Linked DNA regions of Mus musculus: all the other regions are linked to region 4. A link is a contact called in public ChIA-PET, Micro-C and promoter capture Hi-C data. All regions are on one chromosome and are shown on one strand. Each heading gives the region's core, a stretch centred on a gene start, on an enhancer-like site or on the middle of the called end of the contact. The rest is flanking DNA. Distances are from core to core; before and after follow the strand shown. Region 1 holds the start of Ccne2 (cyclin E2). Region 2 holds the start of Trp53inp1 (transformation related protein 53 inducible nuclear protein 1). Region 3 holds the start of Triqk (triple QxxK/R motif containing). Region 4 holds the start of Pdp1 (pyruvate dehyrogenase phosphatase catalytic subunit 1).

Region 1 (2,700 bases), core at 136-2,635, 770 kb after region 4:
TTCCACTCTTATTCTTCCCCAGCCCACCCTGTCCAGTTCTGCATTACCCTAATCTCATACTGATGCTTCTTGGTGATCTCCTCTTTTCTTTTTTTGACATCCTGAAGAATAGAAAAGAACATGTAAACTAAGGTTTCAGCAAGGAATATTTTTCCCTTTCTCCCTCTTTTTCCTTAAATCACCTGTGCTGTTTTTCTCTTCTTGGCCTGAATTATCTGGGTTTCTTGCGGAGAGTCTGGCTGGTTGGGCTGGGCATGTTGCTTAGCTTGTAAACGGCTACTGTGATGAATTGTAGAAAGGAAGCTTAATTAGTACGTCATATATTTCAAAAGCAGCAGCTAATTTTGAAACATGTCTCCAAGACTAACACTGTTACCTGCGTCTTGACATTCTCTTCAAGGACTATGAAACCTCTAAATAGGGGAGAAGAAAAACAAAATCAAGAACATAGTCATCCATAATCTTCAAGTTCCAAATTAAAACTGATTCAGAAGTTACCAACTAACGTTACTAGAAGGTGGCCTAAACCTTTAAAAATAAAACACTGCACTATTTTCTGAAATACACTCGCTATCTCAGTAATTTTACATTCATGCTTTCATTTCCTTAACTGTACACTGGGAACGCGAGTGCGTTCAGGAATTTGCAAAGTCCCCTAGCACCCTTAGATGATCATCTGGGCCATTCATGCACTCCCCAGGACAACCAGGGTGGGAAAGGCACGTCCTGGCCTCGGCCGCCAGGCGCCTGGACGAGCCTCCAAGAGCGGGCTGTGGAGAAGCCGGTTCCGCGCCAATTTGGAGAGCGGCTGTGGCGGGGAAGCAGGGGGTGGAGGGAACCTTCTGGTGTCACGTCCTCCAGGCTCCTTTCCCTCCTTCCCAGCCCCACCCGGCGGGCAGTGTCGCTTGCAGGGGTGACGGGACCCCAATTCCAGAAGAGCAGAAGGAAAGGGGGGGGGGAATTAAAGGAGAAAACCGTGCTTAAGAATCTCTCCGTGAAGTGATCCCACCTTAATCCTCTCGCGCGGGAGACCTTCCCCAAGTGAGGATGGACAGAGAAGCTCCCAGAGAAGCTTTGCCGTGGCCTCTCATTTGGGGACACACTCCATCCCCTGCCTCTGCTTGGCCTCCTGACAAGAATCCTGACAGGGACCAACCTCGGGAACCCCTGAATTCCAGTCTCCTACTTCTTGTCCCACCCCCGCCCCCCATTTTTCCTCTCCCATGGCTCCCGCCAGACGTGGTTCCCTTAGCTCCCGCATGCCCCTGTCCCCAATACCTCCTCACCGCCAGACCCTCCACAGCTCGGCTCAGCTGGCGCCGGCGCCAACTCAATATATAGGCCGGGCCCGGACCGCCCCGCACGCATGCGCCGCAGACTGACACCTCGGCCGGCGCCTTCCCCTCCCCCACCCGCGCCCGCCCAGCTCGCCCGCGCGCGCCGCGCCCTGCCCTCAGTGCGCGCGGACGGGCTGGCGGGCGGGCGGGCGCCGAGTGGCCGTACGGCTGCCCTCCTGGACCGTGCTCCTCCGCCCCTCTCGGCGCTTCACCTGCGCGCGCCGCGGCTGCACGGCTCAGAGGCTCCTCCCCCATGCTGGTTGCCCACCACAGGCTCCCGCACGCCTTCCAGTTCGCGCCGGGCCCCCTCACGGTGGCTCTTAGATCTCGGAGTGTCAGGCTACGGTTCGGCTCCGCGTTTTGGCAGAGGCCTTGGGAGGGCTGGGGTGGGGAACCCCAAGTCTCCTCAGAGGCACGGGGAGCGGGAGCCTAGGGCCCACCCCTCCGGGAGGAGCCGGCCAATGGCAGGAGAGGACGGCAGCACAACGTGGAGCGGCCGCAGAATGTAAACACGCCGGAGCGCGCCGCCCGCCACGTGCGGAGCCGGAGCCATCCGCCGGGCGACGAGCGGGCGGCGGCGCACAGGAAGGTGCCTCAGCGCGGCCGGACGAGGTACGTGGGAGCCTTGTCCCCGCGCGCCGCCGAGCGGCCACTCCGCTCTTGCCTACGGCTCCCTCCCAGAGCCCGCGCGGGAAATATTGGCGCCGCGCGCTGCCTTTCTCCTCAGACGCCTGTTCCGGGCGCTGACCACCTCTCGGGACTCCAGCGGGCGCCCTCCCCGTCCGCACGCACGAGCGCCGAGGCTCTGGGGACCTGGCCGGAGAGCAGGACGGTCCGCACCACGTGCGCGCCCGGGCCGCGCCGCGCCGCGCCGCGCCCCGCCCCGGCCCTGCCCGGCAGCCAGCGCGCCCTGCGGAGCCCGCGCGAACTGCCTGCGCGGGAGCGCCTCCCGCCTGCGAGCGCTGCCGGGACGTGGCGGGCCGCCCCGCGCCGCTCCTAAGCCCCGGGCTCCGACTACCTCTCGGCGCCCTGCGCACCCTCAGGCCGGGCTTGCGGGTGACACGGCACACACAGTCCCGTGGCGCGACGCCGCTTGGGGAACAAAGACCACCCCCAGGCCGCGGAAGCGCAGGAAGGGCTCCCGCAGGCCGGCGGTCCCGCGCTTAGCCATCCTGGTCCGGAGTGAGCCGGTGCGAGGGCGCCAAGGACAGCGGCCGCGCGGCCCGGCCCTTCCCGAGATGCACCTGGAGGCCTCCGGCCGCGGTGGGCCTTTTGTGCCACGCTGTGGTTAAGAGCCCAGGAAGGCCCTCGTCACACTTCCCGGGTCTTCGCATGGTCCTTCACACCGGCTAAAGCTTACTTT
Region 2 (2,841 bases), core at 140-2,639, 810 kb after region 4:
AAAAGGTTTGTTCTTTTAGTCAGAAACAAGGGATGGCCTTGAACTGATTCTCCCACTGCCACCTGTTTAGTACTTGGTGGCATGGGCCACCTTTGATTCAAGTAATTTAAAAATCAATTTTGAACTACAAAAATACCAAGCCAAAAGAGTTGCCTGTGCTCCTTACACCTCTGTCTATTTAGCTAATTTACAAGGACTTACCACATCCTGTTCAGAAGTCTGAAAACAGTGAACAGAGAGCGGTTAGGTTGGTAATTCACTGCTTTGTTAACCTTAACTTTTGAAAGCAGTCGTTTCCATGAGAAATACACTAGGGAGCAGAAAGGAGTAAAAGACAAGATGAAAAACAAAAGAGACACTGGTCACAAAAATTAGTAGGCCATGGTTTCCAGCAAGGACTTTGAAAATTATAGTGGCTGAGGCTTGTACAAGCTGCCTAGTGTTTTCACACCTTACAATCACCACCAAAGATGTGATTTTTAAGATCTTGGGGGCATAGCCGGGCGTGGTGGTGCACGCCTTTAATCCCAGCACTTGGGAGGCAGAAGCAGGCAGATTTCTGAGTTCGAGGCCAGCCTGGTGTACAAAGTGAGTTCCAGGACAACCAGGGCTATACAGAGAAACCCTGTCTCGAATAAAACCAAAGGGGGGGGGGGGGGAGAAAGATCTTGGGGCATTTGTAATGATGTCGGTCCGAAGACCCAAGCTCAAAACTACTCAGCATTCTGAAAGAGCTCTTTCAGCCAGGAACTCCTTTAGTCTTTAAGGAGTTAACAGGTGGAAAGGGGTTCCCCGTTAATCTGCTCTGAACTTTTACACGGAGTAAACACACCGTGAAAGTGGAAGCAAAATGAAGGAATTGCACGTGAAATCCCTCTGCAAATAGTAAACACCGCTTCCTTTTAGTTAGCTGTGTGGCCTTAAAATTACTTTCTGTGCCTCCAAGTTTCCTCCGCTTAAATAAGCAATGTTGGGGCCTCGCAGGGCGGTCGCGACTGAAACGAAGTATTTAGAACCCACAGCAGTCTCTAGCACACCCCAAGTGCCAGCGACCAAACTGATGAGGACGGAAGCGACGGGAAGTGCTCTCCCCACAGGTGCAGGCTCGGTGATGCGCGAGGTCAGGAGGGGTCGGGCGGGTCTCCGGGTAACGGAGCAGGTTTCCCGTCACCCGCAGGTTCTCGGTGTCGCCGTGCTCGTCACGGCAGGGAGAGAGTCCGGCATGAAAGCCAGAGAGCGGGCAACCAACCGCCGCCCTCCCGCCTGTGTAGCCCGCACTTACGTGAGCCGAGCAGAGCTGCGGGTGCTGAGGTAGCTGCGGCAGGCCGGGCTCCTGCGCTGCGGTCGCTGCCCTGGCCGCCGCCGGCCCGTCCGGGTCCTTTTGTTGTTGTGCAGCTCTGGGAACAGCTGATCGGCTTCCCAGCCCCGCCCCGAGCCGCGCCAGCCGCAGGCCGACCAATCGGCTGCGCGGGGGCCTCCGGGGCCGCCCTGCGAGAGGTTGTCACTAACGCACGTGACCTGGCACTGGGCCGGCGGCGCGCCCGGGGCAGAAACAAGCCCGGGCAACAAAGCGGGAGCCGGAGAACACTCCGGGTGAGCGGGAGGAGGGGGAAGAACAGCGGCCCGGGACTGGCCGTGGTGGGAGCCGGCGGGACCGAGAGGAGAAGAGCCCGACCCCCGGAGCCGCTTCGGCTGAGTGAGGAGCCCAGAGTGTGGGTACAAGGCACTCAGCCCCCTTTTGCTGAGGGGCTGGTTAGGGATAGTAGTTGCTCCTCTGGTCAGTGTGGAGAGAAACCAATAGTCGCGATGCTGAAGGCAACCCACCGCTGGACATTGTTTTAAAAGAAGTCAGGGCCCCAAATACATGGGATGCCTGTGTCCCACTCATTCCTCACCCCTTAGACAGTAAGCCGGGGCCTAGTCTGCCTTATGAACTTGAACAGGAAGCTCTCAGGTCTTGCCCCCCAAGAGTCTGCTCTAGAAAGACAAAAGTCGGGCAGAGGAGGCCAGAACTCGGCCTAAAGGGCCTTAACTTCCGAAAAGAGGAACCCCGAGTGAAGAATTACCTCTGTTTCTTCCCAGGGGTCTGCATCTAAAGCCTTATAAGAACTGAGGAGGTTATGACCTTTTTTACAAAATGTAAACATTCACAGGACGCCTAGGTCCTCACCAGCTATTTATAGTGAGAAGAAAATGAGACACTACATTTATAAAGAGAGTCTAATCCAAAGCTCTACTGCACATACATTGGGGGATTAACTAGGAGTGACAGGAGTCATGTTGGTCCTGTCAGTTATATGGATTCTGTGGGGCTGAGATGTAATCTTCTGGCCTTGGTAGTCTCAAGAGACTCCTAGGTCTCGGATAGACCATCGAGTCACAGCCTGTTTGTCACCTAAGAAAACATCATCGGAAAACACAGATATTTACAATTCACAGTAGCAAATTATACTTATGAAATAGTAACAAAAACAGTTTTTATATTTGGGTCACCACAACATGAGAACTGTATTAAAGGGTCACAGCATTAACAAGGTTGAGAACCGCTGGGCTATACAGATGTGCGGACAAAGAAACAGGTTATAGATAAAGATGACAAATATCTGGCTTCTTCCTCGTCCTCTTGACATGAGACAAAGACCTTGTTTGTGTGCTTTTTCTCCTGTCAGCAGGGGTTCTCTTCTTGGTGATTGGTCCAGGCTAGTCCTGGACATGTTTTCCTGAAACTGTGGGCCCATCAGCTCCCTGTTGTTTAATTTACCAACCCCAAATTAGGAGAGGGGAACCCATTCCAGACCACAAAAAAACACTTAAAACACCGAGCCTTCCAGGGGAGAAATG
Region 3 (2,795 bases), core at 44-2,543, 940 kb before region 4:
GTCAAGAACATTTAAAAATACCCTAAGATAAGAACAAACGGACATTATAACCAATAACATCTTGGATTACTGCAGATCACTATTGTAATTATACTTTTAAATCAATCCTGCTAGGATAGATACTAGATTGAGAACTTTATAGATGAGATGATTGAAGGTTCTCAACTAAGGGAAACGAAGGGGCTTCCTTACTGAGGGCCACTGTTAACAGCAGGCCAAGAGAAACTCTCTTCCTGAGGATTTACACTGGAACCCTGGCATGGAAAATTAAAGCCAGCTCCCTTCTTGTCTGTGTTTTCCTATAGAATGTTTGTTCTTCTGAATCATGTGGGGCCAAAAGATATGAGGGAAGAAGATGTTTGCAGTATTTATCTGTGTTATCTTGTAGTTGATCATTAAATATGGACTCAATAGTAAGTGCTTAGAAGTTTAACATACTTCACAATAGACTGCAAGGAAAATCACATATGAAAGTCCTTGCTGTAATGAGTTGCAACTTCCAGAGGAAGTTCATTACATTAGGTTAAGTGAAAGACAGCATATCACAGAGCATATCCACATACAACATCGTTTGGGTTCGGGGATTCACTAAACATCAGAAAAAGTAACCCCACTTCACCACTACCACTAACCAATAAAGCAACTCTACAAATATTTTGGCTTACAAGACTGTTCCCATAAAAGGGAAACAGGAAAGAGTAAATCGGAGTTAAAACACAGGAGGCGGCGGCGGCCTAAGCAGGATTAGTAGAAACTAGAGTCACCTGTAACTACAAGGAGGCCTCTCAAATTAGTGGACAGCACAGCAAGCTAATTAATCCCCAGCCTAGGGTAAACCTGGGGAAGTGGGTGGGACTGAGAGTTTCTGCAAGGTCCTGGAGCACTAGGACACGCTGGCAGGGCGCACCCGCGTTGCTCGGCAACCCAGGCGGCCACGCCCACCCCAGTCTGGCCATTCTCTCTGGGCCGGAGAAGCCAAAACAGTCGAAAAGGAGGTCTCCCTGCTGGGCTCGGAGCCCAGATCCCCTGGAGGAGCCTCCGGATGCTCAGGCCCAGCGCCTGGGGCTGTTCCCCAGGCCAGATCTACAGTCTCCACGGGGCTGGGAGACGCTGGGAAAGCGCGTTTCCAGCCCTGGGCCCGCATCAAGAGAACTGTGACCCCGAACCCCCAAGCCCTCGCCGGAAACACACCTCAGCATTGCCCAGCGAGGGCGGCCCAACTGCGGGTCCGGCCGGGTGGGCAGCTGTCCACGCTGCTGTCACTCAGAGGCAGGGGCGGGACGAAGAGCCGCACACCCCTACTCCAGGAGGGCCAGACGAGGAGGGGCGGGGCCAGCCTTCAGTCTACACTCTGATTGGCTAGGCCTTCCCTGCGAGCCTCCAGGACTGTGTGTGCTCTTAGGTCCATCATTTCTACACCTTAGAGCTTCAGTACTTCCTAGGATGCAGACATTAACAGAAAGGAGCCTGACTTCTTTTCACAAACATAAAACGAAAACCAAAAGTTATTTTAATGAGTGACCACTTCCACCTTTTACACACAAACACCTAAATCTAGTCATATCCTTAGGAAAACATTCCAACAGTGAAACACATTCAAAGAGATTCAAGGAGCAGGACTTAGGGTAGGATAAGATACTTTTATTTTAATTTTTAACTTTTAACAAGAGAGTCAATTTAGGGAAAGCAATTGCTGAAAGGTGACAAACGACTGTGATTGCAGGCCTGTTTCGGGAACTTAGTTTTCGCATCTGTAAAACAGGAGCAGACAATATTGAGTTATTTAACATTTGGAATGGTTTTGATCACCGACTGCTCTCTAAATTATGCTTTTACAATCCCGACAAAACCTCCTGGGAAGTAGTATTATTATCCATAGTCTGCTTCCAGACTAGAAGCAGGTGAGTTTATTTAATAAATGAACAAGCCACTGAACAAAGAGTGATTCTCTTTATACTGACATAAACTAAATTTAAAACCCAGACAGTAGGAGTCAGAGGGGATGGAGGACTGCGGGAGAACATGGCCCACCAAATCAGTTAAGCGGGCCTCACATAGGTTCACAGTTAGTCTGTGTGGAGCGCATAGGGCCTGCGGCATGGGTCCATGCCAGGTCCCCTGCATTTGTTATGACTTGCTGTGTTCTCCTGAGACTCCACACAGTGGGAGCCAGCATGTCTCTCATTCTTTTGCCTGCTTTTAAAACTATTTTCCTCCTATTGGGTTTTTTTGTCCAACTTCAAATTAAGAGATTTCACCTTGTGTTACTGTATACTGTTTTTTCCAGTTTGGCTGTTGTCTCTCGGAGGCCTGCTCTTTTCTGAAGAAGAAATGGAGGAAGAGATCTAAGGAAGGAAGGGGAAGCTGTGGTTGAGATGTACTACATGACAGAAATTAAAAAATAAAATATTAAAATAATAATAATAATATCCCTTCAAGTGTTACAAAAGTTTGTAAAAGGCAAAACATCATACAAAAAGAATGTAGGCACATATAAATAGATATCTCTGAAGTCTCCCATGATATCTTATTGAGAAATGAAACCCAAAATGTGATTTTATTTTCTGTACTGCTAGATCATTTTCTGGTATTCAGGATCTTTAAAATGAAACAAAGATAGAATTCAATGACATTAAATAAATGTTCTTAATGAGGATTGTATATGTGTGTTGCTTGGAGGAGAGAGGAAATAGTGAAGTCCCAACATATATGCTTCCTTGTTCAAATAAAATGGACACCATGTTGTGACAAAATTTTTGGAATAGAAGGAATATATTTTGTGGCAAATGATTTTA
Region 4 (2,872 bases), core at 202-2,701:
TCAGATATATTGGGACTGTCTCTAAGTAGAAATGGCTAATCTTGATTGTTGTTAGGAGAGGATAAATGTATCTCTTCTCCAAGAGGGGAAGGCAGGGGACTGATGGGGATCTTGGCTTGTTTGTTCTTGGTTGGGGAAAGGTACCTATATTTTCCCCCTCACCAATCATCTCTGCCCGTAAGCCTCTTCTGGGGATGAGCAAATTCTCCAGTTTAGAAATAGAGGCAGCTTGAAAGATTTGGGGAATTATGAATTGCAGGTTTGGTTATATAAGGTTTTTCCTTTATTACATAAAAATTTAAATACTTCAGGATTAATAAAATTTCACAGTAAACTTGGGAGTTCATCTATCTAGTCCAAATTACTTTGTAAACTTTATTAGTTAATAAGGTGTAGAATAAATCAACGTAAACTCATTAACACTGGGCAGAAGCATAGCTTCTCCCAAGAAAGTTTCATGTCATGAAGATGGCATCTATGTGGATGTAGGTAAGTGAAGAAGGCACTGTCCCATAAAGAGACAACCGCAGATGGCAGCAAGAACCCTTAGTGTGTTGTTTAGCACATCTTAAGCCTAACCTCACCCCACAGATAGGCAAACTGAGTCTCATGGGAGGAAGATGGATTTTTGTCACTGGGAATAACTTGAAAGGCTCTTCTGACTCCAAGTTCAGTGCTCTTCCCACTTTCACTGGCTGCATTTTAAAATTCATAACTCTGAATGAGTCAGGGACCAAGGAGGGAATGCTGATTTCAAAGTCCTTCCAAGAACAAGAGCACTCGTGTTATTCTTATCTACAAAGATAAGAATTCCTTCATCAAACTTCCTTTTGCTTTTGTTTACAGCTTCCTAGCCCGGAGACATAAAAATAATTGACTATCAATCCGACCTAATAACCCTAAAATCAGCAACTTGATCTTGAATGAATGAAGCGAGACACCGCCGAGACGCTCTGCCACGCCTCAATTGTGTTGTTCCCGCGGTCTACCTGGGGCAGCCCAGTGCAGAGGAGGCTTGGCTCTCAGGCCAGCCCAGAGCAGCACGCGGGGCCCAGCAGAAGTGCCAGGCATTCGCGAAAGCCCGCCCGCCAGGAAGCAACTGGCTACCAAAGCGCCACGCGCTCAGGGATGCTGGATCCCGCCCAGGCGCTTCCCCATCTGGGAGTCCAAACGCAACCCAACCAAGGCTGTCCACCTCGCGGCACGCGCAAACCCACCTTCACCAGCAACAGGGCGTGGTCACGGGGCGCGCGCACGCGTGGAACCAATAGGCTAGCCGCGCCAAATGGAAGGGATTGTCTGACCTCCGTGACGTCACAAAACTGGCGGGGAGCGCGCCCTCTTCCGCCCCCCGCCCCTCTGGCCCTCCGGGTCCCGCCCACCCGCCATTGCGCAGCCAATCAGAAGGCGAAGAGCTCAAGAGCGCCTGTGGGGGCGGGGCAGGGTGGAGGCCGGGCGAGGCAGGGGCGCGGAGTGGGCTGGCCTGGGCCGAGCTGCAGCGCGCCGGGGTGCTGCGTGGTGCTGAGTGAGGGAAGGACGCGCACGGAGGGGTGCGGCCGCCACCCGGGGCAGACCGCAGCGGGTGCTCGACTGTGCCCGGTTGGTATCCTCGTCCACCGCTGCCGAGTCGTGAGGGGGCGTCAGGGCGGTGAAGTGGAGGGCGCGCGTGGGGAGCGGCCGCGGGTGGAGGGCCGGGTGCGCGCGGAGCCTCGGTCGCGAGGAGCTGCCGCGGGTCCCGGGCGGCACCCGGCTGTCAGCGCGCGGGGCGCCCGCTGTGGCCCGGGCGTGTCTGCCTCGGCTCCCCGCTGACACGCTTGGCCCCGCGTGGCGGAGCCGGCTGCCCACGGCGGGCTGTGCCTGGAGCTCTGCGGAAGCGGGCGCGGCGTGGGGCCGGGCGGGCCTGAAGATGCTGAGTGCTTGTGGGCTCGGTGCGCTGGCTGCATGGAGCGGCGGCGGTGCGCCTGTCCGGGCTCCTGGAGTTGCCCGCCGGGGGCTGTGATGCCGCCTCGCCTGCCGGGTGGGTTTGTTTGGTTTCTTCTTCTCCCCTCCCCTTTCTCCCCCCTCCATTCTCTCCTCCCCTCCCAGCCCATTCACTGGGCTGCTGCGAGACCTCGCCCCTCCTCCGCTCCCGCCTCCCCGCCGCCGCCTCCTCTAATGAGCATCTCTGCTTTGCTTTCAATGGGCCGCTGCTGCTGTCGCTGCTGCTGTCCGCGCGGGTTGTGGATGTTGTCGGCTCCGTGTTGTGATGACAGGAGAATGTGTGTGTGTCCCGGGCCCAGACGAATTGGTAGGTATTCACATAACTACCTGTGTTGGGTACCCAGGGAAGGATGGTGACTGATTTTGTGTATGAATGGATGGCTCTAGGGGTCCTCATGGAATTAAAGGGTGAGATAAGGAAAAGGAGACAAAGGCGCTCTGGACCAGATTTTATTTTTATTTTTATTTTTTGATAGCTTAAGTGTGATATTCTGGGACACACGAAACTGACCAAACAAGTGCTGGTTTGGTTCTTTGTGTTTTAAGGATAATGGCTTTTCTTCATTCTTGTAGACACTGAACTTGAGCTGTGAAATGGCTAGGCGTTTCCAGAAAATGCTGAAAAATTACAAATCTTAATGCAGGGCGTTTAATGCAATCAGATTACATAAACGGAGGTTCTGATACGTGTAATGAAAAGTGTAGTATTTATTTTCATTTGCGTTAGAATCTTTGCAAGACCGAGAAGCTCCAGAGTAGGCGCACCAGTAGCATTTTTCTAATCGATTTGGTCCATGGGTTTATTGATTAAGTGGAATAAAATCTTGACACAGGCTTTGCCCAGCACACCACAAAGAATGGATGGGGCTCTTTCTGTTTCTGGTTCCGGCGC

The links. Promoter capture Hi-C pulls out the DNA fragments that hold promoters and counts their contacts. Hi-C and Micro-C count contacts between places; a contact is called where the count stands out from the background. ChIA-PET counts read pairs in DNA pulled down with a chosen protein or histone mark.
Region 1: a Micro-C map of embryonic stem cells shows a contact between it and region 4, with 15 times the contacts expected there. The contact joins the promoter of Ccne2 here to the promoter of Pdp1 in region 4. A contact is called at or near these places in 3 of 39 promoter capture datasets (the C10 cell line, liver and pre-B cells), 1 of 484 Hi-C or Micro-C datasets (embryonic stem cells) and 1 of 115 datasets of contacts at active chromatin or transcription factors (pancreatic cancer cells).
Region 2: an RNA polymerase II ChIA-PET map of memory CD8 T cells shows a contact between it and region 4, with 8 read pairs. The contact joins the promoter of Trp53inp1 here to the promoter of Pdp1 in region 4. A contact is called at or near these places in 2 of 115 datasets of contacts at active chromatin or transcription factors (memory CD8 T cells and pancreatic cancer cells).
Region 3: a promoter capture Hi-C map of stem cell-derived epiblast-like cells shows a contact between it and region 4, with 2.2 times the contacts expected there. The contact joins the promoter of Triqk here to the promoter of Pdp1 in region 4. A contact is called at or near these places in 10 of 39 promoter capture datasets (the 3T3-L1 cell line, 3T3-L1-derived adipocytes, cranial neural crest and 6 more).

The regions. Positions count from the first base shown.
Region 1 is chr4:11,190,394-11,193,093 of GRCm38.p6, reverse strand. It overlaps Ccne2 (cyclin E2), which reads right to left and starts at 1,385. Exons shown (of 12, transcript NM_001282943.1): 1 at 1,279-1,385; 2 at 377-413; 3 at 183-279; 4 at 48-101. The coding sequence starts at 390. A630034I12Rik (a long non-coding RNA gene) reads left to right here and starts at 1,864. Exons shown (of 3, transcript XR_001784240.1): 1 at 1,864-1,949.
Region 2 is chr4:11,154,989-11,157,829 of GRCm38.p6, reverse strand. Trp53inp1 (transformation related protein 53 inducible nuclear protein 1) reads right to left here and starts at 1,389. Exons shown (of 4, transcript NM_021897.4): 1 at 1,283-1,389.
Region 3 is chr4:12,905,335-12,908,129 of GRCm38.p6, reverse strand. It overlaps Triqk (triple QxxK/R motif containing), which reads right to left and starts at 1,293. Exons shown (of 5, transcript NM_001171801.1): 1 at 1,192-1,293.
Region 4 is chr4:11,965,029-11,967,900 of GRCm38.p6, reverse strand. It overlaps Pdp1 (pyruvate dehyrogenase phosphatase catalytic subunit 1), which reads left to right and starts at 1,451. Exons shown (of 3, transcript NM_001098230.1): 1 at 1,451-1,599; 2 at 2,253-2,287. The coding sequence starts at 2,257. 1700123M08Rik (RIKEN cDNA 1700123M08 gene) reads right to left here and starts at 1,327. Exons shown (of 5, transcript NR_040577.1): 1 at 1,218-1,327.